Linked DNA regions of Sus scrofa: regions 2, 3 and 4 are each linked to region 1. The links are chromatin contacts, called in public Hi-C and HiChIP or PLAC-seq maps. All regions are on one chromosome and are shown on one strand. Each heading gives the region's core, a stretch centred on a gene start, on an enhancer-like site or on the middle of the called end of the contact. The rest is flanking DNA. Distances are from core to core; before and after follow the strand shown. Region 1 holds the start of RNMT (mRNA cap guanine-N7 methyltransferase). Region 2 holds the start of AFG3L2 (AFG3-like protein 2). Region 3 holds the start of CAP1 (adenylyl cyclase-associated protein 1). Region 4 holds the start of CEP76 (centrosomal protein of 76 kDa).

What was found. A called contact is a pair of places that touch in the nucleus more often than the background predicts. HiChIP or PLAC-seq counts read pairs in DNA pulled down with a chosen protein or histone mark.
Region 2: a contact with region 1 is called in an H3K27ac HiChIP or PLAC-seq map of alveolar macrophages. The contact joins the promoter of AFG3L2 here to the promoter of RNMT in region 1. A contact is called at or near these places in 1 of 5 promoter capture datasets (liver) and 1 of 2 datasets of contacts at active chromatin or transcription factors (alveolar macrophages).
Region 3: a contact with region 1 is called in a Hi-C map of liver, with 5 times the contacts expected there. The contact joins the promoter of CAP1 here to the promoter of RNMT in region 1. A contact is called at or near these places in 1 of 5 promoter capture datasets (liver) and 1 of 47 Hi-C or Micro-C datasets (liver).
Region 4: a contact with region 1 is called in an H3K27ac HiChIP or PLAC-seq map of alveolar macrophages. The contact joins the promoter of CEP76 here to the promoter of RNMT in region 1. A contact is called at or near these places in 1 of 5 promoter capture datasets (fetal liver) and 1 of 2 datasets of contacts at active chromatin or transcription factors (alveolar macrophages).

Annotation. Positions count from the first base shown.
Region 1 is chr6:96,358,309-96,365,267 of Sscrofa11.1, reverse strand. It overlaps RNMT (mRNA cap guanine-N7 methyltransferase), which reads left to right and starts at 2,454. Exons shown (of 12, transcript XM_021096015.1): 1 at 2,454-2,834; 2 at 5,061-5,444; 3 at 5,447-5,517. The coding sequence starts at 5,099. FAM210A (protein FAM210A) reads right to left here and starts at 1,828. Exons shown (of 5, transcript XM_021096018.1): 1 at 1,714-1,828.
Region 2 is chr6:97,196,474-97,203,432 of Sscrofa11.1, reverse strand. AFG3L2 (AFG3-like protein 2) reads right to left here and starts at 2,543. Exons shown (of 19, transcript XM_021096024.1): 1 at 2,275-2,543. The coding sequence starts at 2,391. It overlaps PRELID3A (PRELI domain containing protein 3A), which reads left to right and starts at 2,641. Exons shown (of 10, transcript XR_002344989.1): 1 at 2,641-2,864.
Region 3 is chr6:95,808,883-95,815,841 of Sscrofa11.1, reverse strand. CAP1 (adenylyl cyclase-associated protein 1) reads right to left here and starts at 4,357. Exons shown (of 13, transcript XM_021095997.1): 1 at 3,583-4,357.
Region 4 is chr6:96,890,648-96,897,606 of Sscrofa11.1, reverse strand. It overlaps CEP76 (centrosomal protein of 76 kDa), which reads right to left and starts at 4,078. Exons shown (of 13, transcript XM_005665274.3): 1 at 3,704-4,078; 2 at 3,032-3,187; 3 at 1,715-1,796; 4 at 883-1,107. The coding sequence starts at 3,766. PSMG2 (proteasome assembly chaperone 2) reads left to right here and starts at 4,056. Exons shown (of 7, transcript XM_003356342.5): 1 at 4,056-4,269. The coding sequence starts at 4,213.

The DNA.
Region 1 (6,959 bases), core at 1,205-3,704:
AATGATGATCCCTGTCTTGCCAGAGTTCACATGCTAGCAAGAAAACATCCTTATCCAGCTATTTTCTTTCTGAACATAATAACCCAAGTGTTAAGTATCAAAACACTTTCTGAAATTCTATGTGCCAGCCAACTTCTAGTTCGGAGTCTCATCTTCTGGCAGGCACTGTTTCATTATAAGCATAAAGTCTGGAGCCAAACTGCTTGAGTCCAAATCCTACCCCAGTACTCCCCAGCTGTATGACCTTGGCCAAGTTACTGATCCCTCGTTTATAAAACAAAAATAATCACAACAACTATCCCACTGGACTATGTAAATTAAAGGAGTTACAATGTGTACTTAATTTGGTACACGGAGGTACTAGAATATCAACTATTATTATTTTAATTAAATTTACAGAAAACCAGTTACTAAGGCAATAGTGGGAGAAAAAAAATAACATCAAAGGTACCTTTAAAAACTTTTATCTAGCCCATTTACTCCTTCACTACTGCCTTCAAGAGTTCATCCCCTATTCCTGAAACCTCATGGAAATCCATTTCATCTGTAACCTACCTTACACTCTTTTCCAAATGCTTATTCACCACACTCCTCCCACCTCAGACTACACTCCATTCTTTATCCCATACTGACCCCAAGGCCCAGCTTCTTTATTCTTTACCCCATAAATACCCCAAGGCCTGCTTCTTTTGTTCTTTATCCCCGAAGTACCTTGAGCCCTTTGCCTTAGGGTACAGGGATCTGAGACTAGTTCTCCCATCTCATTTGGCTGCCCTGTGAATAAACCCTCTCTATGCTGCAAACCTGGGCATCTCAGCGTTTGGCTTGCTGAGAGTTGGGTAATAGTCTCAGCTGAATTTACTTGACTTCTAGGTTAACTTGTATATAAAAGTTACAAAATGTTATCTCCATATAGATCATGCACAACATCAATTCATGGTTAGAGCTTGTATAAACATAGAGTTAAAACGCTTTTAATCTAATGAGAAAATTTCTTAAAAGGTCAAAATTACTTATTTTCCATAAAATTACAACAGCAATTATCTTAAGAAACTTTAGCATCAGAACCAACAAATGTGGCTATGTAATTACCTAGTTCTAAACGCATGTATATGTAAATAGCACGCTCAGTCACTAGGATCTATCTATACCTTTGCAGTTATCTGTAATAACAAAATTAATTCTCAATTTCGATCACTGCATTAAAAAAAAGTACAGTCATCTGAAATTGATGGCTTATCCTCGTTTATTAAAAATAGGCTTCATTCTTGGTCCAAAGTGTATAAGGGATCAACAACCTCAAAAAGGTTATTGCCCACAATTTAGAAGCGAAGTATACACTGCAAACGTTGTTTTCCCCAAAGCGAGGTCTACTTGTTAATATAAGGGTGCCTACCGACAACTATGTAGGCTAGTAAACCCACTTCCGAAGCTGCTTTTAAAGAGATCAATTTTGGTAAACAAGAACTGAAAGCGTATTTCTGATCACTTTTTACACCCTTCAGGTGGGAGGCGCTGCGGCACAATCCATCAACAATCTTAGTCCACAGGCACAGTTTCGACCTAGCATGGGGTGCTAAACCCTGAAGTACGGAGCTTCAGTGCCGCAGGACCTCCAACTGTCTAGCGGAAATTACAGCGAATGGGCCAAAAAAGTGTGTTGACTCCCCCACCCATCCCGTCCCCAAATCCAGCCTACACAGATACCACCACGGAGCCGATTTTCGAAGACAGCTATGGGCTGCTCCTTCCTCCCAAGTCTGACAGATAAGAAGCGCCCTCTCGAGAGAGATCTGGCCCTCCAGAACGCAGCGGTAGGGAGTGACCTGCGGTCCCCAAGAAGCAGCAGGACGCTAAGCTTTCCCGAAGCCAAGTCCAAACGCCCGGGCTCCCAGGCCCCTCCCAGCCGGCGAGCGAGGAAGGGCAGAGCAAAGGGTGAAGGTGGCAGAGCTGAGGCTGGAAAACCGTCCCACAGGGCTTGCAGGACACCGGCCCACAGCGAAGGGCGGGGTGCCCTCTGTCCTCCCCAGGTCCCCGCCCCGGCCGCTCCCCGCTGGGCACCACGCTGAAGCGGCCCTGAGGACTGCCCAACTCCGCCCTCAGAGGCCCGGGCTACCTCAGGACTTGAGACCGCCGCCGCTCCCCGCAGCAGAGTCCAGGCGAACCACTCCGAGTTCCCGCCGTGTCGCCCCACAGAGCCGCCAGCAGAGCGTGGGGTCCGCGCGCCAGAAGCCTCGGGCTCAGGCGACCACGCCTCCCGCCCGCCCCACGCGACCCCGCCAACCACGCGCTCACGCCCCCAAGTGCCGGCGCCTTCAGCTCGCGGCGCGCGGCATGCCGGGACTCGGGCTTCCGGGCCACGTGATCCCGTGCTGCCCGGTAGTGACGTCACAGCGCGCGCGTGGCGAGACGCCTCTTCCGCAAACAGAGTCGTGGATGGCTAGACGGTGAGTGTGTGGCTCCGGCGCTGGGTCCGTACCCTTTGTGTGTGGCGGCCGCCGGGTGGAAGGGGAGCTCTGACTGCTGGCCGGGCTGTTCGGCGGACACCGGTACCCCTTGGCGCGGAGCGCGCCCAGGTCGGAGAGACCCGAGAGCGGCTTCAGGACTGCCAGGCTGTCGGAGCCGGAGCGGCCAGCCGCCTGGCCTGCGCGGAGGGCTGGAACCCGAGCCGGGCCGCCCCGGGCGGCTCTGTGCGTCCTTGGGCCTGAGGAGACCTGGCTGGCTGGCTGGCAGTTCAGACATGGAGCTCACCTGCTGGAGCTCGAGCTCCTGGCCCGTCGTCCCCGGGCAACTTCGGGGGTGACTGCTGCGCAGGTCACGGAGATGCCAGGCAGGTCGTTGATGCGCATCCACGGCTGTGTCTATCGACTCTTTACCCGAGTCTTTCTTCCAGGGTTCCGAAGGGCAGTCCTCTTGCGTCGGGAGCTTAATCATTATTCCACTGGGATGTTGGGTCCAAACATTCGTACCCATTTCTGGGGTCGTTTGAAATTCTGTGCTGTTTATTCTGACTGAATGGTCTTTAGGGCATCTCATCTGTGGAAATATCACAGATAAATATAAATAAATTTAACTTACATTCCCAATACTGAATTTAGGCTTTACATTTACAGTTAAAACTAATTATAGCTAAAGATAATAAATTGCTTTGATTTATTTGGAATTAAAACCGGCTTCTACTTCTTATTAGGAAGTAATTAGCAAGGAGGAGAGCTAGGGACTTGATAATTTGGTGGGCAGTTTTATTAGATAATCATTTTAAGTAGTTATTCAGAAAATTACATTTATGGGTAATTCTTTTTCTCTGTTTCAGTTCTTCCAGTTTTGGCACGTCTTGGTATTTTGTTACCTCAAACCTTGGGTAGTAAAAGCTAATATCCTTTGAAACCCTTACTGATTTAGAGTGATTTTTTACCCATTTCGTTAAGTGACTATTTCTGCTCTAGAGAGAAGAAATACTCAGAAGACTTTGTCTCTCTCTTTGTAACTTTTAAGTTCTGAATTTGCTGAATCTTACTGAGTTTTGGACTTTTGCTTTCTCTTCTCCACTTGGTTTTAATAATACAGCCTAACGTTTTAATAGTGGTATATATAAGCTGTAAACTTTCTGAAGACTCACTCACAGTGCCTTATTGAGCTTTTCTGTAGTAGGAGTTAACTAAACTTGTTGAAGTACTTATTAAGTTCTTATCCAGTAAATAGTTCACTTATTTCTCTCCAACTCCCATTTCACACATAGGCCTAAATACATTTGAAAAAGACTAATGGTCCTTAAGTTGCTGGCTGAGTCTTGAAACTTTTTGTCCAGCCATTCTGCTTTCTTGGATTTCTAATCTCATTCTGACTCCCATTATGAAATAAGTATTTTAGCAGTCAGCTGTAGGTTCTCAGACTTTTCTTGTTCTTTGTGTTGATTTTCTGTGGTGCCAGCAAAATCTCAGCCTCACCAGGTTCTGATGTCATTTAAAGGAATGTGATACAATCTACTCGGTTAAAACTGTGCTCTTCTTAAGCTGTGTATGTGATACCTTTCAGATGTCAGATTGCAGTATGAATCTCTTTTTTTGGATGCAAAATGTTATATTTGGAATGGATGGGCACAGGGAAATGTGTTTGATTGGGTCACTTTGCTGTACAACAGAACTTGACAAAACATTGTGAATCAACTATATTTTAATAATAATAAGTAAATAAAATATATTTCCTGGAGTTCCCACTGTGGCACAGCAGGTTAAGGATCCAGCTTTGCCAGAGCTGTGGCATAGGTCGCAGCTGTGACTTGGATCTGATCTCTGGCCCAGGAACTTCCATATGCTCCAAGTGTGGACAAAAAGAAAAAAAAATTAAATAAAATGTTCTGTTGTGCCCTAATGAATTTGTTATAGTGTCCAGAACACAGTTTGCGAAACAAGGCAACAGGATAAAAATGGAACTGACTTTGTCAGTTTTATTTTTTATTTTATTTTTTATTTTTTGCTTTTTAGGGCCGCACCCGCAGCATATGGAGGTTCCCAGGCTAGGGCTCAAATTGGAACTATAGCTGCTGGTCTACCCACAGTCACAGCAACACCGGATCTGAGCCGCATCTGCAACCTACACCACAGCTCGCGGCAACGCCAGATCCCTAACCCACTGAGTTAGGCCAGGGATCGAACCCGAAACCTCGTGGTTCCTAGTCGGATTCGTTTCTGCTGTGCCACAACGGGAACTCCCCTTTTTAAATTATTTTTTATTTAAAAAAGTTTCTTTTTATCTTGTCAGTTTTAATGCCAATGATTACTTTTGTGGATAAGATTGTGAAAGTGTAACCAACTATATTCCAATAAAATTTTAAAAAAGAGAGAGTAAAAGTGTTCCAGGATTATAATCAGTACTTCCATATTATCATTTTCAAAAATTCATATGCAGTCTATATCAATTGATACTGTTTTCAGTATTCTCAGATGAGTTTTTGTAAACTAGTTGATCATTGAAATTAAATGGCTTGTTTCTGGTATAAATTGTTTTTTAAATCTCAGCAGTAGTGTTTACAAGTAAGAATCAAATTTTTGCCATTTCAGTGTTAGTTCATGAAGTTGTGCCATCTAAGTAATCAAAAATGGAAAATTCGGCAAAAGCAGAGGAATGTGAAAAGCTCTCTCTTAAAGAGGCAAAGACATCAATAGATTCAGAAACTGAATCTTCATTCAGTATTGATGAAAATACAACCTCTCCCGGGACCAGGCTTTCTGAAAAGGCTCCTACTTGTGGGCTAGTAGGCACTCCAAAAAAGAGAAAAATGGCGTTTGAGGACGATCTTGTAAAGGAAAGTTCTAGTTGTGGGGAAGACACTCCATCCAAGAAAAGAAAACTTGATGCTGGAATTGTCCCAGAGGAAAAAGGTTCTGGAGATGATGAAGGCATTTCAAGGAAAAGAAGAATGGAAAGTGATGGTTTTACAAAAGATGAACTTCTACTGGAGATGGCACTCAGAAAAAGAGAAAAATAGAACTTGAGGATGTTCCTGAAAAGCGAAAGGTGTGTCGAATTTATTTTTTTAGTAATGGAATATATCAAATTTGAATGTGGAGCAGTTGTGAAATAATACTGTTTTTTACATAATTTAAGAATGTTCTGGGAGTTCCCCTCATGGCTCAGCAGTAAGGAGCCCAACTAATATCCATGAGCTTGCAGGTTGGATCCCTGGCCTTGGGTGGGTTAAGGATCTGGCAGTGCCATGAGCTACGTGTAGGTCGCAGACGAGGCTCAGATCTGGCTGCTGTGGCTGTGGTGTAGGCCTGCAGCTGCAGCTCCAACTTGACCCCTAGCCTGGGAACTTTGGTATGCCTTGAGTGTAGCTGTAAAAAAAAAAAAAAAAAGGATATTCTATTTTTAATAGATATCTTCGTAAACTAGGGTTTAAGTCATAATTCAGTTGTTCTTATTTAGGTAAAACTTCTGCTTATGAGATAATGTTATTTCAGAAGTCTTCTTTGAATAGAAACTTAAAAGGCAGTTTTTACAGTTTGCTTTTTCTTTGTGTTCTCAAAAAGGCAAAAGAGTATAAAGTCCAGATGAGTTACCTCTTTTCCTTTTTAATTAGTTGTTCGTCTTTTTTTGTGTGTCTTGAAGTAGTTGAGATTATCATGTAAAAAATAAATTTAAAAATAATACCCAGCTTTACATTCTTTTCTTAATGTAATTCCATAAACTCTTGTTTCCAGCTTCTTGTTAGGGTGATTATATACAATTTTAGCTAAGCCTGGTATTTAGCAGGGATGTTATAAAGCAAGGGTTAGTAAGCCATTTTCATCTGGGATTAGTATTGTAACAATCTGAGGTGGATCTGGATTACGCTGAATGAGTAAAATTCTGCCATCAGGGAAGAAAGTGGCAGATAGGCCAGGTGTTTGTCCTTAGTGGAATTTGAATCCTTGTAATACAGAGCATCTTGTATTATAAACATAGTTTGCAGACTTTGACTAGCAGTAAAACCCTTTTTTCAAGAGAAAATCTTAAACCTCCTACTGATTTTATGTATCAGATGAAGCACTTTGGTTGAGCAGAGAATTGGGGAAATCTGAAGCCCTTTACCTACCTGGCATTGTTACAGAATGCTTCAGGATCTTAGATGAAGACACAAGTTGAAACTGTTGAATTAAGTTAATAGCAGGCAAATAATAGAAATCACTGACACTGAATGTAGCCTATTGAGCTCTAACCTCTTTGTGTATTATCATCTTATTTAACACCCACAACAGTTATATGTAATATAATTGTTTGTATTTATCCACTTGTAGGCACCTCATCCACTGAGTGAGATTTACTGAATTGTGTAAATCAGAACTCTGGAAGAGTACTGGTGTTATTAAAACATTGGTACTAAAATATACAAACGAAAGATTAAGATGAAAATTTTTTAAATAGTTGGTTTTTAACAATAGGGAATAGGAAAACTTTGCATGTGATTATAATCAGTG
Region 2 (6,959 bases), core at 1,294-3,793, 840 kb before region 1:
TCTGGATTAAAAAATGACAATTAAAAAAAAAATGAGCTGACTTAACTTCACAGTTAATAGCAACAGAAATCCTGACACCATTCGTAGCCCACAGCAATGCAGCTGAGAATGTGGAGCTTCTGTTGTGTTGGGCCCTCTCCGAAGCCTGGGAATATTCAGCCTATGAAATAACGACTGATAATGGACAGGAGTGTGCCACATGTGAAAAAATATCTTCCAATGTCAAATCCATTAAGGGTGTGGATTAAAATGAACCATTACCCAAGCTGGACAGGAAAACAAGTTACTGAATGTCGGGTCTAGGCCAGGTGCTGCCAAGCAGTGGGGAGTCCACAGGGGGACCAGAACCAGCGAGGAAGTTCCCTTCATGGCTTAGCAGTTAACAAACCCAACTAGGATCCATGAGGTTGCGGGTTTGATTCCTGGCTTCGCTCAGTGGGTTAAGGATTCGGTGTTGCTGTGAGCTGGGGTGTAGGTCACAGATGTGGCTTGGATCCCGAGTTGCTGTGGCTGCAGCATAGGCCGGTAGCTACAGCTCCGGCTGGACCGCTAGCCTTGGAACCTCCATATGCTGTGGGAGTGGTCCTAAAAAGCAAAAAAAAAAAAAAAAAAAAAAAAGGAAAGAAAAAGAAAGAAACTCAGACAAATAAGGAAGAGTCCTGGGAACAAATCCAGTCCAGGATGGAACCACAGGTGCAATGGTACAAAACCTGGAAGGAGAAGGAACAGAGGCAGCACAGAGAAGCACGTGGTTATGTTTAAGAGACCTAGGAATGTCACAAGCAAAGTGACACCTAGCCTGAGATTTGAAGGATCTATAGTTCACCAGCCAAACAGTGTCAGAACTTTATGCATCTGCAATGGGAGAAAAGATCTAGTTCCCAGGGTTACTAGTGTGAGGACCAAGTGCAATGACATATGTAAAAGCACTATTAAAACTGCATGGCGATAACTAGATTTAGATTCTCATTTCCAATTATTCTGAAAGCTATTTGAGAGTAAGTGCTCTTTACTGTCACCACATTAAGCAGTTTCTGTGTTACAATAAAGTACAGAACTGGGTACATGGTATGTACTCCATCAACAGTATTAGTTTGTTGACTAACAAGTCCCCTTATACCTCTAGCAGTAATCCCTGAATTTAATGCTGAGAGAACCACCAAAGAAATTTTTTCCCTCAGCTCTCTATGCTAAAATCATTCAAAGAATAATACATATAAAAGAAATTAACTTTAAATTTAGAGCACCTCGATTTGGAGAACTGGCTTTTCTGTTTGACCATATGAGTACTTTTTAGTTGCTTTATCTTCGGTTTTACTCCTCTGAGAATTACACCTAAGAACAGATACCTCACACATCAAATTCTTTTCCCAAGGAACCTCACTGGAAAAACACTTTTACCAGCCGCACAAACCTAAAGGAAAATGCGTCTTCTCAGAGTCCCTTGTAGGTAGCAGAGTAATGCCCTGGTGTCCCCATCCACATTTTCAGGGAAGTACCAGGGAATATGTGTCTGGGGCCTACAAGAGACTTCCTTACACCTCAGCACCGATTCACCGACACTAGGTGCCATTCGAAAGAAAGGACTTTTAGGTAAGATTCCTCCATAAAAATTTCAAACTCACAAGGCAGATCCCTACCTGCTTACTGCATGTCAATAGTCACTAGGAGGGATTAGAGCAAGGAAAGGCAAAGAAATGGACGCAATGCAATAAACGGGAAAAGGCCTAGAGCATGGCAACTCAGAGTAGGAAAGAGGGGATAAGGAGGCTCCGAGGAGGAAACGTCAGGAATGCAGGTGCTATCACCGCCTTTTTAAAAGTGGAGAGGCTGCAAACACTTCCTCAAGGGCAAATGGAGAGTAAGCCCCCGGCTAGGGTCCTGCCCACCAGCCCCCGCGCCTCCGTATGCGGTCGGGGTCAGCCTGCGCGAGGCGAGATTCGCCACGGGCACAGCCGACGTGGGCTGCACCGCCGGACAGCCCTGCACGGAGGCTAGGGCCTCGCGGTGACAGAGGGGACACCGTTAATGACCCATTACTAGGCATTGGGGTCCTCCGGGCGCCAACCGCAGGCTGCAGTGACGGACACACCCCCCGGGGCGCAGGGCTCCGGCGGGACCGGCTCCCACACGCTCTGTTTCACCGGCCTCCCGGGCCCAGAGCGGACCCGCCGCTCCGAGGCCCTTCTCCACCCGGGCCCGGTGACCTTGACGCCCGGCGCCGGGCCGGAAGCGGGTTGCGGGCCGGAAGCGGACCGGGGGCGCGGAACTCACCGTCTGCAGGCAGAGCCGTTCGGTGGGTCCCGCGCGGCCGCCAGGCACGAGCGGCGGGGGCAGCCCGCGGGGCCGGCAAGCACCGCGGCCCCACAGCAGCAGGCAGCGGTGCGCCATGGCCGCCGGCGCGCCTCTCGGGCCCAGGCGCGGACTGGAAAGCAGCCTCGATGGCCCGTCAGGATCCGAACGGAGGCCACGGGAGGGTTCGCCCGCGACCCCACACTCTCCTGACGTCCTTTCGGGCCCCGGCGCGCTGACGTCAGCCGTACCGCGGCGTGCTCTAGGGCCCAGGGCCGTGGCTCCACCCCCGCAGCGTCCGGGACAGGCCGGAGGCGGGGTCTAAAGGAGGTGCTCAGACGGTGGTGGGCGGGGAAGGAGGCGGGGCCTAAAGGAAAAAGGGCGGAGGGCCCGTGCAGCGCAGCGGGCGGAGCTGGAGGCGGGGCCTAAGGGCGGAGCCTGGGGCAGGTGGGACACTTGCAGTAACGCCGCGCGCGCTGGAGCCCCGAGGCTCGCAGAGGCTGCTGAGGCCCCCACAGGTGGCCCCTTCCTTCAGGTGAGGCGTCCTGGACCCTTTGGGCGTCTCTCTCTAGGTAAGACCCTCATGGAGTGTGTTCTTGAGGGTGTGTTCAGTGGCGCCTTCTCCGCAGCAGCACCGCGGTCGGCTCTGTCAGCTGTGCGGTCCGTTTCTGGACGATGACCCTTCCTGGACAGGACAGGTGCGCCTGCCGAGGGCAGGGGCGGAGGGCTAGAGCAGACTGGGGGACGCGTCTGGGCGGCGGCGGGATGACCCGCCTGGCCAGAGGCCGGGTCCTCATCACCTCCGGGGCACAGCGGGAGAGCGCCGGCCAGGCGGGTTCTGAGGGCGCGGGGATGGCGCGGGAACGTCTCTGGATCTTGCTTCCCTTATGCGCCTCCCTGGGGCGGGGGAGTTTTGCTCCATTTTTGGTCTTTTTTTCTTTTTCCTTTTTTCCTGTGGCTATGGAAGTTGCCTGTCCCGGGAACGAACCCTCACACCTGCCGCAACTTCGGAATTCTTAATGAGCTGCTCCACAGCAGGCATTCGCCTTTTGGTTTCTCCGCTCTGCCTGGGCGTCGGGTGCTTGGTGGGCACTGTTCTGGTTAATTCTGTTGTAATGAGGGCATAGCGAGCAAATGTTACTTCTCTACTTCCCGCCTTTCTTTGTCTCTGGGACCCTTTGGGAGCAGGATGTAGGTTTCCTCACATGCTCATGCCTCCCTTCTCTCCTCATTTCTGGCTAACTGCCTGCTTTAACATTTCCCCCTTCCCCAAGGAGTCTGGACCCTTAAATTTTTTAAAAAATCAAAGAGTCCGTGGTCTGTTTTCTGTAGCGGCTTTAAGATGGAGCAGGGGCTTTGTCCCTATGTGTGGACAACTGCGTGTGGGGTCCAGACCATCTTGCCATCTGTCAGAGATCAGGGTCTTGGGGTCACTGACAGTGGCAGAGATGGAGAGTAGTGAATATTAGGAGGTTGCAGCCCTGTCCAGTGGATGTTGATAATGCCCATCTTCATGGCGGGACGGGTTGAAATCCCTGGCCTACCATTATCTACAGGTGAAACTGTTGTAATCTAGAAGAAACAAGCTTAAAAAGCAGGTTTAAAAGGCAGAGAGCAAAAATCAGTACAAGTATTATTGTGTCAGAGGTCCAAGTAGAGGTAGAAACCAGATTATGTTTGGTAATACTTCTCTGACTTGGTCAGTGTGGAGTCAACGCTGGGGTTACCTTTCGCAAAAAACCGTGAAGCCATTAAGCCTGTTCATGTATCTTTTGTATGTCTTCTTCCACCTGGCCAGTGGTGTTAATACAGGTGCAACATGTTTTCTTAATTATGGCAGTACCGCTCCCTGCTCAGCTAGGAGGTAGCCCAAGGTCAGACCATTATCCATCACCACACTTGTTAGGGAGTTGAGGAAGGTGGAAAGTGCATTCCCTATGGTTCTGGCTGGAGTAGACAGAGTATCTGACAAGTCACAAAGCATCACCTCCTGGCAGGCAAAGCCTCCTCATGGAGCCACCAAGCCAGTGGCAACTCCAATTCCTGCCAGGACGAGGCCAACTGCATGCCTGAGCCAGGGATGAGAAATGGAAATATTATATACGGATATTCTCACAGGAGCTAAAAAGACAAGGGTACAGGAGTCTATGGTTAATCTTTTATGTATGCATTGGTAGCCCGTGGCTCAGAGGGAACTCACATAGTTGGCACCCTGCAGCCGTTTTTTCGGGTGGCTGCAGATAATGAGATATCCCCTCAGAGCACAAGGCCGCACCTGGGATCTGTTTGCCTGAAGAAGCTGGCTCTGCCAGGTGAGGTTGGGGTCTGCTGAGTAGGTATAGCTGGGGCTAAGTGGCCTTGCTTGGATCCCTTCCTTGGGCAGCTGGGTCTTATTTGAGGGAAGAGGCAGTCACAGCATATTTTGTGGAGGAGGTGGAATGCCCCCTTTTCAGTTTCCAAGACAGGGGTAAGTCGTGGACTCCTAGGATGCCAAGAATGCCAGACATAACCAATGGGTGAAATTCTAGGTCCCATCTAGCTCTATTAAGTTCCCTTTAGGTGTCCCCCAGTTGTATTTAATAGGGGTATCTTCGAATAGACCTTTAACATATGGGTTGTGTCTTGTCCCTGAAGATGGCTATAGGATTGTACAGTCTTAAAAGTTTGAGTATATGGTCCCCATGGGTTTAAAAAAAAAAAGGCAGGGTGCTTTCCCAGTCGTGTTAACATGTATGACTGAGGACAGGTTAAAGTTGGTCCAATTGACCTTGAAGAGAAGCCCTTCTATGGGTGGTTCCCAAGACCAGTGCTACTGGTTAAGGGTGTTGGCCAAGGCTGGGTAGAAGATGGGGCACCTTGGGGCTCCATGGGGTGTGGTGAGCAGACCCAGCAGTTAGTAAGTTTTATTTTCCCTATGGAGTTGCCATTCCATCCCCCTTGTGCGAACACCCAAGGGAAAGGGAGAGATGTCGTGAGAATAATGACTCCATGGTGGTGGCAGTGAACTAGGAGTGAACGGTCCTCTTTAAACCCAGCGTGGACAAAGGAATTTCTTTCCTGGCAGGGGGAGGTTGACCAAACTGGTGAAATGTAAGAGAATAATAGCAAAAATGGCCAGTCCAACACACATTACTTCTGCTAATGATGTGTGTATATATTTAACTTTGGTCTTGTTGATTTTTAAATAGGAGTCTCAGGTCTATCTGGAGGTGTCTTCCTGTTCATAGCCAGGGTCCTGTGTAAACTCAAGAGGAACAGGCTTGATGCAGGACAGGTGGACTCACCTGTTGATCCCTTGTAATTTAACTGCAGTAGGGGGCTGAGAAGGACCTGGTTAACTCCTTCCCACTTGGGCAGTAATTGATCAGAGGGGACCATTCTCTCCGTGTTTTTAGGAAGAAAAAATCTCCCAGCTAAACCTGAAAGGGGTCAGTTTTCTGGCTAGGGGCCAGCAAAACCTGATTTCTGTACTCTGAAATTGCTTTTTTGGACTTGTCCCAGATTAATTAGGTACTTAATAAGCTTACTAGTTTCAGTATCCACCAAAACGTCCAAGGACAAACAGGGCCTACCCTACCTACAGTCATTTCAAAGAGGCTGAGTCTTAGCCCTGTTTTAGGTGCCACTTTGATTCTCAGAAATGCTAGGGGTAAAAAGCTGTGTCAGGATTGTTTTTAAAGTTTGGCCCTTTCAGAGTTCCTGTCGTGGCTCAGCAGAAACAAATCTGACTAGTATCCATGAGGATGCAAATTTCGATCCCTGGCCTCATTCATCACGTTGTGAACTGTGGTGTAGGTTGCAGATGCAGCTCAGATACTGTGTTGCTATGGCTCTGGTGTCGGCCAGCAGCTACAGCTTCAATTTGACCCCTATCTTAGGAACTTCCGTATGCCTCAGGTGTGGCTCTAAAAAGATTAAAAAAAAAAAAAAAAAAAAAAAAAAAGCTTGGCCCTTTCTACCTTTCCTGATGACTGAGGCCTCCAGGCAATGTGGGGGTGGGAGCAAATGCCTAGGGCCGTATAGATTTGTCGTAACCCTAGCTGCAAAAGAGGGACCTTTTCACTTTGTAAAGACCATAGAAGTCTGAACTGAGTAATTATTTCTTTTCATAATGCCTTTATTATTACCTCCTGAGCTCTCTCTTGTTCTTTTTTTTTTTTTTTTTTTTTTTTTGTCTTTTGTCTTTTTGTTGTTGTTGTTGTTGTTGCTATTTCTTGGGCCGATCCCACGGCACATGGAGGTTCCCAGGCTAGGGGTCTAATCGGAGCTGTAGCCACCGGCCTACGCCAGAGCCACAGCAACGCGGGATCCGAGCCGCGTCTGCAACCTACACCACAGCTCATGGCAACACCGGATCGTCAACCCACTGAGTAAGGGAAGGGACCGAACCCGCAACCTCATGGTTCCTAGTCCGATTCGTTAACCACTGCGCCACGACGGGAACTCCTCTCTCTTGTTCTTGTTGGAAAGGTTTCTGCTCATCCAGTAAAGTGTCAAGAAAGACTGTGAGGTATTTATATCCTTGAGCAGACAGCATCTAGGTAAAGCCTATTTGCCACTGCTCCCCTAGGTAGATTCCTGTTCTTTGGACTGGCTGGGGGAGATGTGGAGGCCTTAGTTCCCCACCTAAGTAACGTATATTGCAGACTGTTGTAACCTCTAGGATA
Region 3 (6,959 bases), core at 3,108-5,607, 550 kb after region 1:
TTTTGTCCTCCAGGACACATTTGGCAAGGTCTGAAGACATTTTTGGTTGTCACAACTGAGGGAGTACCACTGGCAAATAATGAGTAGGGGCTAGGGATATTCCTGAAATCTTACAATGTATAGGACAACCCCACAAAATGAAGAAGTATCTGGCCCAGAATGCCAATTATGCCGAGGTTGAAAAACCCTGTTCCAATGTAATAACGAGCAAAAGGTAAGTTCGAGAGGGACAAATAAAATACTAATGTAATAGTTTAGGGCTTTCTAAATTAGAATGTCAATCTTTACCACCCAAAACTAAGATAAGAGTCTGACTGTGGAGAACTTTTAAATTGGACAACAGAGTTTAGACTTGATTCTTTGGGAAAATGAAGCCAGTGAAGGGTTAACCAAAATGAAATGGTTCTTTTCAAAATATCAGTCTAGTTGTGGTAGAGAAGCTAAAGTACAGGTAAGAAAGCCAGCTCAGTAGAAAATAAAGAAAGAAATTGATGATAAGTCACGGGAATAAATAATCATTAGGATTGGCTAAGATATATAGCTTGAGCATCCTCAAATTTCAAATCTCAGGATTAAATTTCAAACCAGAGGGTTCAACTTCCAATGACATAGCGTTTGCTTAAGTAAAATGAATCTTTGATTCACCATGCTTCACAGAAAACTGAAAGGAGGAAGTCGCTTTTTAAAGGCTTAGTCCCTGATTAAAAAAAATAACTGCAAATAAACAAATGTTATGTATGAGCAAGAAAAGGAGTGGGGAAAAAAGGTCATTGTTGAGGTTGGAAATGAAACATTCTTATAAACTAAGCAGCTAACCTCCTCAAAGCAAAAATACACTGCATCTTAACAATACCACTACTTTTGGTTTTCAAGGTAGGTTATATTTGACAGAGTACTTTTTTTTTTTTTTTTTTTTTTGGCTTTTTAGGGCCAAACCCGAGGCATATGGAAGTCCTCAGGCTAGGGGTCCAATTGGAAATCGGAGCTGCAGCTGCCAGCCTCCGCCACAGCCACAGCCACACCAGATCCCAGCCACATCTTTGACCTACATGGCAGCTCACAACAATGCCAGATCCTTAACCCACTGTGCAGGGCCAGGGATTGAACCTGCATCCTCATGGATTCTAGTTGGGTTCATTATTGTTGAGCCACAACAGGAACGTCTTGACAAAGTACTTTTATTTAAACTCCTCCAAAACATAAGTTATGTCCATCTGATGGATGAAGTATTTCTGGGGAAGAAAAAGGTGGGAAATTTCTGCAGAAATTTCTTTATACTAGACCACAGCAACTAAAACAAGTAGCGAACAGTTAACTACAGAATAAAATCCAAATGCATCAAACAAGTCATCAAAAGCCTTTCACAATCTGGCAGCATCTATTTTTTTTTTTTCAGCCTTATCTTCTCCTATAAACTCCACGCTCCGTTACTTCCATGAACAGTATAAATCCTCTCCTGCCTCTACATCGTTGTTCTTGTGGTTTCTTCTAGTTGGGATACCTTATTAGATATCTTTTCTTAAACGTGCTGTAAACTCTTCAAACTAAGTATGTCCAAAATTCATTTTCTTTTCATGTCACCTCTCCCACTTAACCCTCCTCTCTCCTATCTTGATGAATGGTACTACCCAGTTCTCTAAACCAGAAAAACAGATAATTGTTCTAGACTATTCCAATTTTTTTTTCATTCCCATAAACAATCAGCCTCCAACTCTATGGATTCCATCACTTTAATACTGCTCAAATCTGATCCCTCCTCTCTTTCCCATTCTCATTGTCTTGGTTCAAGTCATGTTCAAGCTTCCAAAACACTGGTCTACGTCCCCATTATGTTCCTTCCCACTTGACAGGCTGAACTAAAACATCAATCTAACCACATATTTGCCTCCATAGAGCCTTCTAAGCCTCCCCACAGCTTTCAGGGTGAGCTCCAAATTCCTTAGCATGGTTTACAAGGGTCTTCATATATGATCCCACCACTACCACTTCCTCGGTTTCTCCAAACATTACTGGAATTCCTGTCATGGTTTTCCGCACGTCCGGATCTTCATGTCCTTGCATTTGGACTCTCCAGATTCACTATATGGCTAAATAAATCTGAATAAATCCTAAATAAATTCACTATATGGCTAAATAATTCCAACTTCCTCCCCAAAGCTGGAAACCTGGCTCAAGTATTCTTCCTCTGTGTGAGCCTTGCGCTCACACAGTGCACCATGACACTGAAAGTCACCTCTGATTTGTCTGCCCCCTCCTCCACTCCATGAGAACGTCTGAATTCTTAGCCACCAGCGCCAAGTCCCCCATTTAATATGTGTTTCACACCTATTAAGGGCTCAATAAATGACTGGTGAATGATGAAAGTGCTGGGCTGTCCCTGGTTTTTACTTGGACAGGGATCCCTATAAAGAGCTTCAACCGACACCATTCTGATACTAACCTCTGCCTTAAGTTTCTCACTCTCTTTTCATAGAACTCTTCATTGTTCAAAATTCATCTTAAACTCTGCTTCTGCAGAAGGGATTTTCCTGCGCCCCTGTGGCATACTTCTAAAGCACCCTGTTCTTCTTTCCTAACACTCATCGTATTTATAGTTACTTGTTAAAATCTCTGCAAACACTGTCAGCTCCATGATGGCAGGGTCTACCTTGTTTTGTTTCTGCATTCTCTGCACGTGGCAGAGTGCCTGACACGGAATAAACACAATTTGTTGCACTGAATTTCATCCCCTGAGGTACAGAGATCCCCACTTAAAGGATGAGAAAAACGAGGCTCAAAGGTAAATCAAGCACCTATGGCTACCGATGCTTAGCAGTGGGGCCAGACCAAACACGAGCCAAATGGTTTCAAGTCCAGAAGTATGCAACACCTTTGACAGAGTTAACTGGGCTTTTTTGAATAAGCGCTATAGACTAGGAGAAAGGGGAGGTTATCTGATTACAAATACAAAGATCTGCCCTCTCTTAAAAAAAAAAAAAAAAAAAAAACAATTCCCCAGGCAATCCAAACAGGCTGCACGCATCGGAGAACCTTTAACCTGCAATAGCCCACGAGACGACACCTCCTGGAAGACCACTCCAAGGTAGAGAGAGAAGGTCCTGGGAAATGAACGCGGGAAGGATCTGAGGCTGATAATCTAAAAAACTATGGTCTAGATTCCGATTGTTTCCCTCACTCGCTGTAAGATCTTAGACCAGCCCGTCTCTCCGGGGATCGATTTACCCATCCGAGCAATGGGGCAAGACCAGGGATAAGGAAGACTAAAAAGATCTCAGAGGTTCCTTTCAGTCAGGACGAGCACCTCAGAAACCAGGCCTCCGCTGAAGCTGATGGTCAGAACTGCGAGGTCCAGCGGAGGGGGCCTCCCCAGGAGAGCCTAGCTCAGTTGGTCACCCCGGCCTCACCTCAAGAGACCGCGCCCAGGCTCCAGGTCGGCCTGAGGGCCTCGCCGCGGAGCCCCTCAGGAGGGCTCACCGCACGCGCCTAGGCCAGAAAAACCATTAACAAAGCCAGGGGCCAGTGGGCCTCGGAGGGGACCCCAGTCCCTACATGGACGCGCACACTCACCTCAGAGTTCCTCACCTCGGGACTGCGATCAGCCGCTCTCCACTTCCGGCAAGAACCGCCCAGCAATCTTCGCGCGACCCACTTCCGGGCCCTCACTGGGCGCGGCACCCCCACCGGAAATGAACGGCCGGCTGAAACGCCTGGCCAGAGGAGGGACGGGGAGGATGTCTGGCCGCCCCGTTCGTGACTCCGCCCCCTATCCGCCACGCCTAAGAGAGAGAATCCCCTCTAGGCAGGAAAAAAGCCCCGCCCCATTGAGGGAGGGGCAGGCCGGCGTACTTAAGGCTAAGCCACGCCCCTCTATCAACCGTAGAAGCCGGAAGCGCCAGGGCCAATGAAGGACCGAAATTACTGGCTAAACTCCACCCCCGGAGAAGGAGGACTAATGAGTGGCTAATTCTCCCATCAGTTTGGCTTCAATGGCAAAGGCCGGGCCCTTTTCGCAGTATTCCGAAAGGGGTCTAGGGACTAGAGGGGACGATTCTCTGAGGGCGGCTATTCTGGGTGGCCGTCCATTCTCCGTGGGGATGAAAGCTAAACCCCGCCTCCCTCTGGGCGTGCAGACCTCGATTTCCCCGTTTGTGACGTGAGGAGGCCATTGATCTGGACGTTGTGCCTGGAGGACCTCCGGGGGCTGGGTGTGGGGAGGGGGTCTGCGAGGGCGCTCTGGCCCAGCCCGGGGTTTCTGGGCGTGCCGCCGCCGCCCTGCTCTTTCTGCCCTCGGCTGGGAAGGTGGAAGCTTGCCCCACTTCCTGTTTGTTCGGTGCGCTCTGTGACCATAGATGGTCAGGTCTGGTGCCGCGCAGCAGCCTCCGCCCCGCGGTTTGGGAGTCCTACTTCTCGGTGCGAAGGGTGTGGTCCGCAAGATTAAGATGAGCGAAATTAGAAGAGATCCTGCCCTAGTCGGATGCCGCTCAGTCGGGGGGACGTTCCGCACTGCGGCCGCTGCACGCAGGGAAGACTTCGCTTCCGTGCCCCTCAGGCCTGGAGATCAGAGCTTTGTTCCCTCAAGGCTCACACTTTCCAACCAGTGATTATCCTCCCACAAAGATTTATTTCCAGAAAAAAATTGGCAAGTGCTACAGGTTCCACCCGTTCAGCTGAACGCCTCTGTCAGTTCCAATCCTCAAATTGAATGCAGGCGTTATATAGAGTCACTCATTCAATAAATACAGTTCTTGTAATAACAGTTACCATTTACTGCGCGCTGACTATATGCCAGGGCTATGCTGAATGCTTGTGCATTTTCATTTAATTCTAATAGGAACTCTCTGTGGTAGGTACCATTATGGCTTCTAATTTTTAAATGGAGTTGAATTACTTGCCAAGTTCACAAAGTAACTGTCAGAATTTTGAAGGGAACATATCTATCTGACTAAATCCCGGAGCTTAAACCTTATGCTAGACCATTCTGGAATCGTCTGCAGCAATTTGGAGGCAGTCATGCATTTGGGTAGAGAGACATTCTGAGTTCCAGTCCTGGCTTTGGCACCTTAATAGGGGGCAGACTTTGGTCCAGTTACCTGACTTTTCTGAACCTGGGCCTCTTCTAAATGTAATGACTCCCAGGATGTTTAAAAGCAAGTGACCATATGACAAAATGTGGTATACAAACTGTAGCATTTTAAAAATATTTAGATTTAACAAAAACATCACTCTCTCTCACACACACACTCACCTGCACAGAAACTCTACTCAGCCATAATACGAAAAAGTTCTATTTGGTGCTTCATATATGTGAAGCCCAGGGCAAATAGCCTCCTGGCCGTCATTGCAATCAGCTCTACATTTAGTCCTTCCAAATCTTTTTTTGGGTTAGAGACGAGAAATACCTAGACTATACGTGCAATGTAGAGGAAGGGGAGAAAAAGAAGGAAACTGAAAAGGGAAGGAAGAGAAAGGGAGTTCCCGTCGTGGCGCAGTGGTTAACGAATCCGACTAGGAACCATGAAGGTTTCGGGTTCGATCCCTGCACTTGCTCAGTGGGTTAACGATCCGGCGTTGCTGTGAGCTGTGGTGTAGGTTGCAGAGGCTCGGATCCCGCGTTGCTGTGGCTCCGGCGTAGGCTGGCAGCTACAGCTCCGATTGGACCCCTAGCCTGGGAACCTCCATATGCCGCAGGAGCGGCCCAAAGAAATAGCAAAAAAGAAAAAAAAAAGAGAGAGAAGGAAGAAAATTTCCCCATCTATAAATTGGGGCAGTTTCCATCGTGGTGCAGCGGAAAGGAATCCGACTAGGAACCATGAGGTCGTGGGTTCAATCCCTGGCCTCACTCAGCGGGACTCAGCGGGTTAAGGATCTGGCATTGCCTTGAGCTGTGGTCTAAGTCGCAGACTCGGCTCAGATCTCCCATTGCTGTGGCTGTGGTGTAGGCTGGTGGTTACAGCTCTAATTCAACCCCTAGCCTGGGAACCTCCATATGCCACAGGTGCAGCCCTAAAAAGCAAAATAAATAAATAAATAAATAAATAAATTGGTGATAATTAATGGGATTATAATGAGAAACAAACAATAATGCGTGTGAAACCATTTAATAAAGTGATTCTTTATAAAGAGTGCACACATGTCATAGCACCGAAACTTCTAAACTTTTAAGGGACCTGAACACATGCACTTATAACTCCACTGGGAGGGAATTTATTTATTCTTTTTTTTTTCTTTTTATGGACAAAACTGTGGCATATGGAATTTCCCAGCTTAGGGGTCAGATCAGCTGTAGCTGCCGGTCTACACCACAGCCACAGCAACGTGAGATCCAAATCATGTCTGTGATCTACACCACAGCTCACGGCAATGCTGGATCCCTAAGCCACTGAGCAAGGCCAAGTATCGAACCAGTGTCCTCATGCATACTAGTCAGTTTCTTTACTGCCGAGCCACAACACAAACTCCTTTATTCATTTATTTATACACTGGAAAAAACCCGAGTTCTTCTGTACTAAGCACCATGTTACTTTGTACCAGGCCCATCTAGTGGTACAGCAGTGGACAAGTCAGATCCTGTCACTGCCCTCATGGAACTTATTATAATCTATTGTGGAAACAGGTATTGCAATCTGGGGAGGTCATCATCAGAAGATGTGCTGACTTTTGGCTTCTAGTTTTTTTCCTCCCCTCTGACCTTGCTCAGTGCCCGGCACTCAGTGCCTCATCCACGGTGGGCTCTCATCAAGCCCGTGTTCAGTGAGACCCTTGAGTTCAGAACAGCCATTTCCTGGGTTGAGATGGATGGATAGAACTTTGTAGAGCAAACATGAGCAAACAGTAGTGGAGATGGGAATCTGTGCCTGGATGAGGTGAGAGGTTCCTGCAGCAGAGGAAAGGGGGATAAGGGTGAAAAAAAGAGGCCAAGCAAGGCAGGAGAGGTAAAACCCTAATGTGAAAGCAAGAAG
Region 4 (6,959 bases), core at 2,829-5,328, 530 kb before region 1:
AAACTGAAAGATCCAGCACCTTGGAGCTAGCAATTTAAGCTATTAACTGCCTTATTAAGGTTAACATTTTTCACCAGGGGGAAAAAATAATAAAATTTTAGTAGTGCATTAGCCAACTCAGTAATTTAAATTTCTGAAGGTATGATTCTACAACTCTGTTAAGTTTACAAATATAAAGATTTTTGGAGCTCCCACTGTGCCCCAACGGGATCAGCAGCATCTTGGGAGTGCTAGGCAGTAGGTTCAATCCCAAACCGGCAGCATGGGTTAAGCACCCAGGTGTTGCCGTAACTGCAGCTTAGTTCACGACTGCAGCTCAGATCTGATCTCTGGCCCAGGAGCTCCATATGCTTGGAGCAGCCAAAAAAAAAAAAAAAAACAAAAACAAACAAACAAAACATATACATATACACACACACACACACAAATACTTTTCTACTGACAACTAAAATATATACCTTTACAGAAGAAAAATTTAAAATAACTACTCAAGTATCATTATTTTAAAGTTATAAAAACAAGTTAAAGATTCATATCTAAACTTCAATTTTTAAGTCACGTAATACTGTAAACAGAACCATCTCATTCATAAATGAAAAGGCTCATGTTTCTTCCTCCACCTAATGGACATTTAAATTTTTACTATGAAAAACCACCATTAAAACTGTCAAGAAATAATCTTGAAGGAACATTAATCAGCCAAAAATATAGCAAGAAATTAAGAGGTAGTTTACATAGAAAAAAGCAGTGAAGAAAAAATAAAACAAAGGCATGGGGAAATTCATCTGTTAAAAAGCTTTCCTTATGCAGAAGTTGTATAGTTGTTTTGCAATAAAATCAAAGATTTACAAAATTTAATGAAAATTTATTATGGTTTCTTACCTAAGTTTTCTCTGTGTACTTCAAGTAAAAAGCCATCATGAAAATCTGGTTCACAGGCACATGGAACAGGTTTAGAACGAAAACGTTGGTTTCGAAAATGTAAACATAAAGTAAAAGTTGAACAAGGTTGTCCTGGTAAAGGCTCGGGTTCTTGCAGGTGTTCCAAGAAAGCTTTTCCACCCAAAACCTGAAGGTAAAGATACCTCCGTGTTGGATCAATATTAGCTGTAAAGTGTAGCAATATATATAAGGAAACTGCCAATTAACTTAAGGAATGTGATCAAGACAATAGGAAATAATAAACTGACAGAAATAAAACCAAAGACCAAAAAAAAAAAAAAAAGAATAACAAATTTACTATACACAGGACCATTTGCACCCTAGGAAGAATAAGATGATATCTTTTTAGTTTACACTGGCTACTTTCTCCCTGCAGAAAGGAGTCAGAGCCCAGGTTGGAAATACTTTTGCCTATTCAAGATTGCCTCAGGTCCATGAACCAATTCAGACAATTATCAAGTTAACGTGTGTACTTGTTAGATAATGACATTATCATTAAAAAAGCAAGGCTGCTCAATTTATAAATTATATTAACACATGAAAACAGGTGGTCCTGCTTTTGCTTCCACTCAGTTATACATTAAATCCTCTGATATACTTTATGCAAAATAGAATCTAAGTTTTTTGGATGATTAATCACATAAGTATTTCATTCTAGAAAAAAAAAATGGAGATGTTTTATATCACTACAGCCATCAATAAGCAGTACTATCTATGACTAAATTAGTGTTAAAGAGAAACACACAAAAAAAAGAGAGAGAAATACACATACTTTTTTTTAACAGCGTTGACTGTCTGTCAGTAAAGCAAACAGGTTGTTTTGGAGAGGAAGGAAGTTCTTGATCAACATTATCCTAGCACGGCAGAAAAAAATCAAAACAAATTAGAAAACAAAAAGTATAGCTAAGCAAGGAAATCCAATAACAAAACTAAAAACTGAACAAACAGTAGCCAGGATAAAGCCCCCTCAAAAAAGTCCTTACTTTCCTAGCATACTTAGAAAAACGAAAAGCCGGCAAAAATAGTGCAACTGGTCACTTCTAAAGTCTAACATAAGAGATTAGTGGTCTTCAAGCCATGTCCCACAGAATGCTAAAACAAATTTTTAACACTTTATAAAAGGTTAAACATTCTCCAAACCTCATGTAACATCTGGCTTGTGATTCCACCAGGATTGGAACTGGCTTTAATCAGGAAGTGATATTCACACAGCAGAAGCTGTTACTAGGTCAATTTTTATAACAAATGAATTTATAAATCTCAAAAACCAAAAAAGGATGCTGCATTAAAATACTTATCCCCTGGTGTATGAAGTCCATCCAATTTCTTCATTCTATTACTCAGGTATTGAGGTCACAGTCTCTCATTATTGCCTCATTTTCAAAAGAAGACCTACTTACTAATTTGTGCACCGAGAGGCTGTCACCCCACTACTGACCTATTTGTATGGAAAGATTTGAAGGTTCTGATGCAGATAATAATTCTCTTAAAAAACTGATAATGCATTAATCTTACAGAAGAGAGTACCAAAAGAATGAGTTTTAAAAATGAGTCTCATCTAGAAAATTATAGAACTATATTAGTTTAAAAAATCAGGTTAGGGTGAACTAACTTGACATATGTATGTATATACACACATACACATATACATACTTAAAAGTCACAGACCTAGAGAAAAACAAGAGAAAACTGTCACTGTACAGGGAGCAAGATGGCCCATAACTCCAATTTCACTGATATCAATCCTACTTGCTACATTCAAGGGTAGTTAGCACATACTTGAAACAAAGATATTTACTACTAGACAAAATGGTCTTATATCAAAAGCAGTTTTACTAAAAGAAGAGGCCTCTGGAGTTCCCTGGTGGCTCAGAACGTTAAGGATCCAGCATTGTCCCTGCTGTGGCTTAGGGTTGTTCCCTGGACCTGGAACTTCTGTATGCCACAGTCCAAAAATAGTAATAATATAAAAGGAGAGGCTGCAAATGTGAACCCTTATATCAGCCATAGGCATGATAATATACTTAAACAAAAAATATATACATACATACTTATCTCCTTAAATTTCTTCCTCTAAAAGATTACTCACAGGAACAAAATTAAGTTCTTTCATCACATCATCAACGATTCCCCGGCGTCTAAGGGCTTTGATCAAATCTTCCGTTGATAACTGTTGTTGATCAGGTGCCAATTCTTCACGTATAGTTTCAGCAAGGATTTCTCTTATCCTGCCATGGACATCCATCTATGCAGAAAACTCGCATTATGACTCAAAACACTACAAAGCAGTCGAAGATTACCAACTAGCTAATCTCTTTCTAAAATGCTGACTCAGAACAACGACAATAATAACGGGTAGTGAATAGACTAAATTCAAGAAAGCTTCTAGAGTAATAGTAAGTGTAAACGGATACCAAAATTCAGTAAGAATAAAGGTAAGGTTTTTAAAAGAAAAAAAAAAAACTTTAAAGGGGAATTTTTTAGTACAAATCATACATATCATCTCTATTGGTTATCTGCTGCCTTTGTTACCATTTCAACAGACACAAGTCTGAGAGTAGAGCGGAGACCTAGAGAAGGCTTTCAGCTATTTAGGGGTGACCGTGAACTAACTCATCTACCTTCAGAACCTGGGGAAAATCTGCACAGCGTGCGGAGAGCTGGCGGCCCCGGCGCGGCCCCAAGAGCCGAAGCCGTCTCCGCCCTAGGAGCCCCGCAGCCCCGCCGCCTCCCGCACCTCACCCGGGGCCCGCCGCCTCACCTTGCTCAGCTGCTGGTGGATGAGCTGCTTCAGTTCAGACGCCTTCTCCGGAGGCAGCGACATGCTGGGCTCGCTCTCGGGTGCCCGGCGGCCCCAGCGTCTCCGCGGCGGTGCAACAGCCCGCGACCGCTCGCCTCGCGGGCTCCCAGGGTCTCCGCGTCAGGCGGGCAAAGACCGGGAGGAGCCAACTGCTGTTTCTAAACGGCGGCCAGGTTGCCCCCTCGCCGCCTGCCAGTCAGCTGGGCCGGCGCCCCCCTTGCCCCTGGCAACCCTGCCCGCGGCCTCCGCGCCTCCCGCCAGCTTCCGCGCCGCCGCCGCCGCCGTGCACGCCCCACCCCACCCCCTGCGCCGCCCCGCCCCGCGCGTTCCGCCCGGCAGGCAGCAGGACGGGCACCTCAGGACCCCGCGCCGGTGGCCTGGAAGGACCCCGCCCCGGAAGCGTCGAAGGACCTCGCGCCGGCGGCCTGGGAGGGCTCCGCGCAACCCACTCTTCCGCCTGCGGCGAGACCATGTTCGTTCCCTGCGGGGACTCGGTCCCCGACCTCGCGGGATGCACGCTCCTGATGGTGAGTCCAGCCCTGGCGGGCGGGGGGCGAGACCGGGCGGCGACCTCCAGGCTCGCGCGGGGCCGTGTTCCGGAGCCCTTGCAGGCAGAGAGCCGACCCTGCGGGTTTGCGACCTGCTGTCCGCTCTGGTCGCCGGTTTTTCGCTGTACACTTCATCCTGGGAAACCTTTCTCAGCGAATTCTAGGGTCATGCTCAAACTCGCAAGTCATTGTCAGTATTCAGGAGCCTCCGGCGTGGCTAGATGTCACGTTTGCCAGTAGCTAGCACATGGTTTTATCGCTGTTCATTCATTGTTTCAGTGAGCGTTCTTTTCTGTCAAAATGTGAAAGTAAGACCAGGTTCTTATCCTCAAGAGTTTGCAGTCTAATTGTAAACACATGTAGGTAAATAAAGTTAGAACCTTGAAAAAGGTGCAGAAAAGCCCTAAGATCTGTTGGGAGAGGGAGGGGCACAAACACCTGCTGAGAAAAGTTTCCTATGTGGAATCTGAAAAACTAACAGAGAACAGATTGGTGCTGGCTAGCAGGGTGGACAAAAGAGGTGAAGGGAATCAAAAGGTATACACCTCCAGTCAAAAAAAGTCCTGGAGGGAGTACCCATTGTGAACCTGACTAGTATTCATGAGGATTCGGGTTCCGATCCCTGGCCTTGCTCAGTGGATTAAGGATCCCGCCGTTGCTGTGAGCTTGGTGTATGTTGCAGACCCTGCTGGTGTCCCCGTTGCTGTGGCAGTAGTATAGGCCAGCAGCTGTAGCTCCAATTTGACCTCTAGCCCAGAAATTTCCATATGCCGCAGGTTCGGTCCTAAAAAGCAAACAAACAAACCAAAAAGGCCTGGAATGTAACTGGCAGCATGGTGACTGTAGTTAATACTGTGCTGTATATTTAAAAGTTGCTGAGAATAGATCTTAATAGTTCTCATCACAAGAAAAAAAAATTTCTGTGGCGACAGATCTAAACTAGACCATAGTGCTCATATGGCAATATGTACAAATGTGGAATCACAGTTTGTATACTTGACACTGATAAAATGTTGTATGTCAAGTATGTCTCAATTTTTTAAAAGAATGGTAGTTGAAAGTCAGCTTTTGACAATTTTAATTATGTTAATGTACAGAGGAAATGTCAATGGATGCTAAAATTAGCATGTGATAGGTAGAAAGATTGACATCATTTCAAAGGATCTCCCTGAAAAGATATTTATTAATCACAAAAGAGAAAAGTTTATTTTTGCAGGAGGTACCTGGCATGAAAAAAAAAAAAAGAAAAAGAGAAACTTCATAGAGAAAGAAATGTCTGAAAGTTACTAGCGGTGGAGTTCCCGTCGTGGCAAGTGGTTAACGAATCTGACTAGGAACCATGAGGTTGCAGGTTCGATCTCTGGCCTTGCTCAGTGGGTTAACGATCCGGCGTTGCCATGAGCTGTGGTATAGGTCGCAGATGTGGCTCGGATCTGGCGTTGCTGTGGCTGTGGTGTAGGCTGGCAGCTACAGCTCTGATCAGACCCCTAGCCTGGGAACCTCCATATGCCGAGGGAGCGGCGCTAGAAAAGGCAAAAGACAAAAAAATTAAAAAAAAAAAAAAAAGTTACTAGTGGTACCTTTGATAGCTAGTGAAGTGAAGAGGGAAGTTGTATTGGGTTGAAAAAATGGAAGGAAAAGTCAAGACATGTATGTGTTTGCATTTGTTCATTAATTCAGAAATTAAGTTCCTGCTTATATTTTAGTGGGCAGCCAGAGGGAATTTTGGCTCTGGAGGGACACTGAAAAGTGAGGTGGTAGCTAGGGGAGTGTGTGTAAAAGGGGAAGGTTTTTTTATTTTGTATTTATTTATTTTTTTTTTTTTTTGCTTGTTAGGGCCGCCCTCAAGGCATGTGGAGGTTCCCAGGCTAAGAGTCGAATCAGAGCTACAGCTGCCAGCCTACACCACAGCCACAGCAACATCAGATCCAGGCCACATCTGCGACCTACATACACCACAGCTCACGGCTTAACCCACTGAGTGAGGCCAGGGATGGAACCTGCAACCTCACGGTTCCTAGTTGGATTTGTTTCCACTGTGCCACCACAGGAACTCGGGTAGAGTTTTTTAGAAGGAAAGATCAGGGTTTGGGCAGATGTTTCATTTTGTACATGTTGAATGTTCGTTGTCTGTGATACAACCGCGTAGAGATAGTCTTTAGGCTCTGGGGTTTAGATTAAGTGTTCAGCGGGTAGGTGGAGTTGGCATTGGGCTACTTGAAGTCATGGGGATAAAATGTAGGTGCTTAGCGTGAAAAAGACGCTCACTCCAATTTTTAGGCACTAACAAAGCAAGTGGAAAGAAGACCCAAGAGCACTGTTGTTCATTCCTCACAGCCTTTCCCACCTCTTAAAATAGTCTTTTTCCCAAGTCTGGGTGTGACTGTCTCCCTTACTTCTTTCATGGTTACTGGTCATCTGAAATGACTCTTTTCTTGATCACCCTATTTAAAATTGCATGCAACCACAAACACACACACCCCCTTACTCAGTTTTTCTCTATGGCACTTACCATTGTGTATTTTACTATTTATTTTGTTTATCATTTATTTTGTTTATCACAGCAAATGACTCTCACTAGATGGAAGCTGCACAAGAGCAAGAACTTTTGTCAACCTTTGCGCTCCCAGTGCCTAGTACAATGATTGACACATGATAGATATTCACTA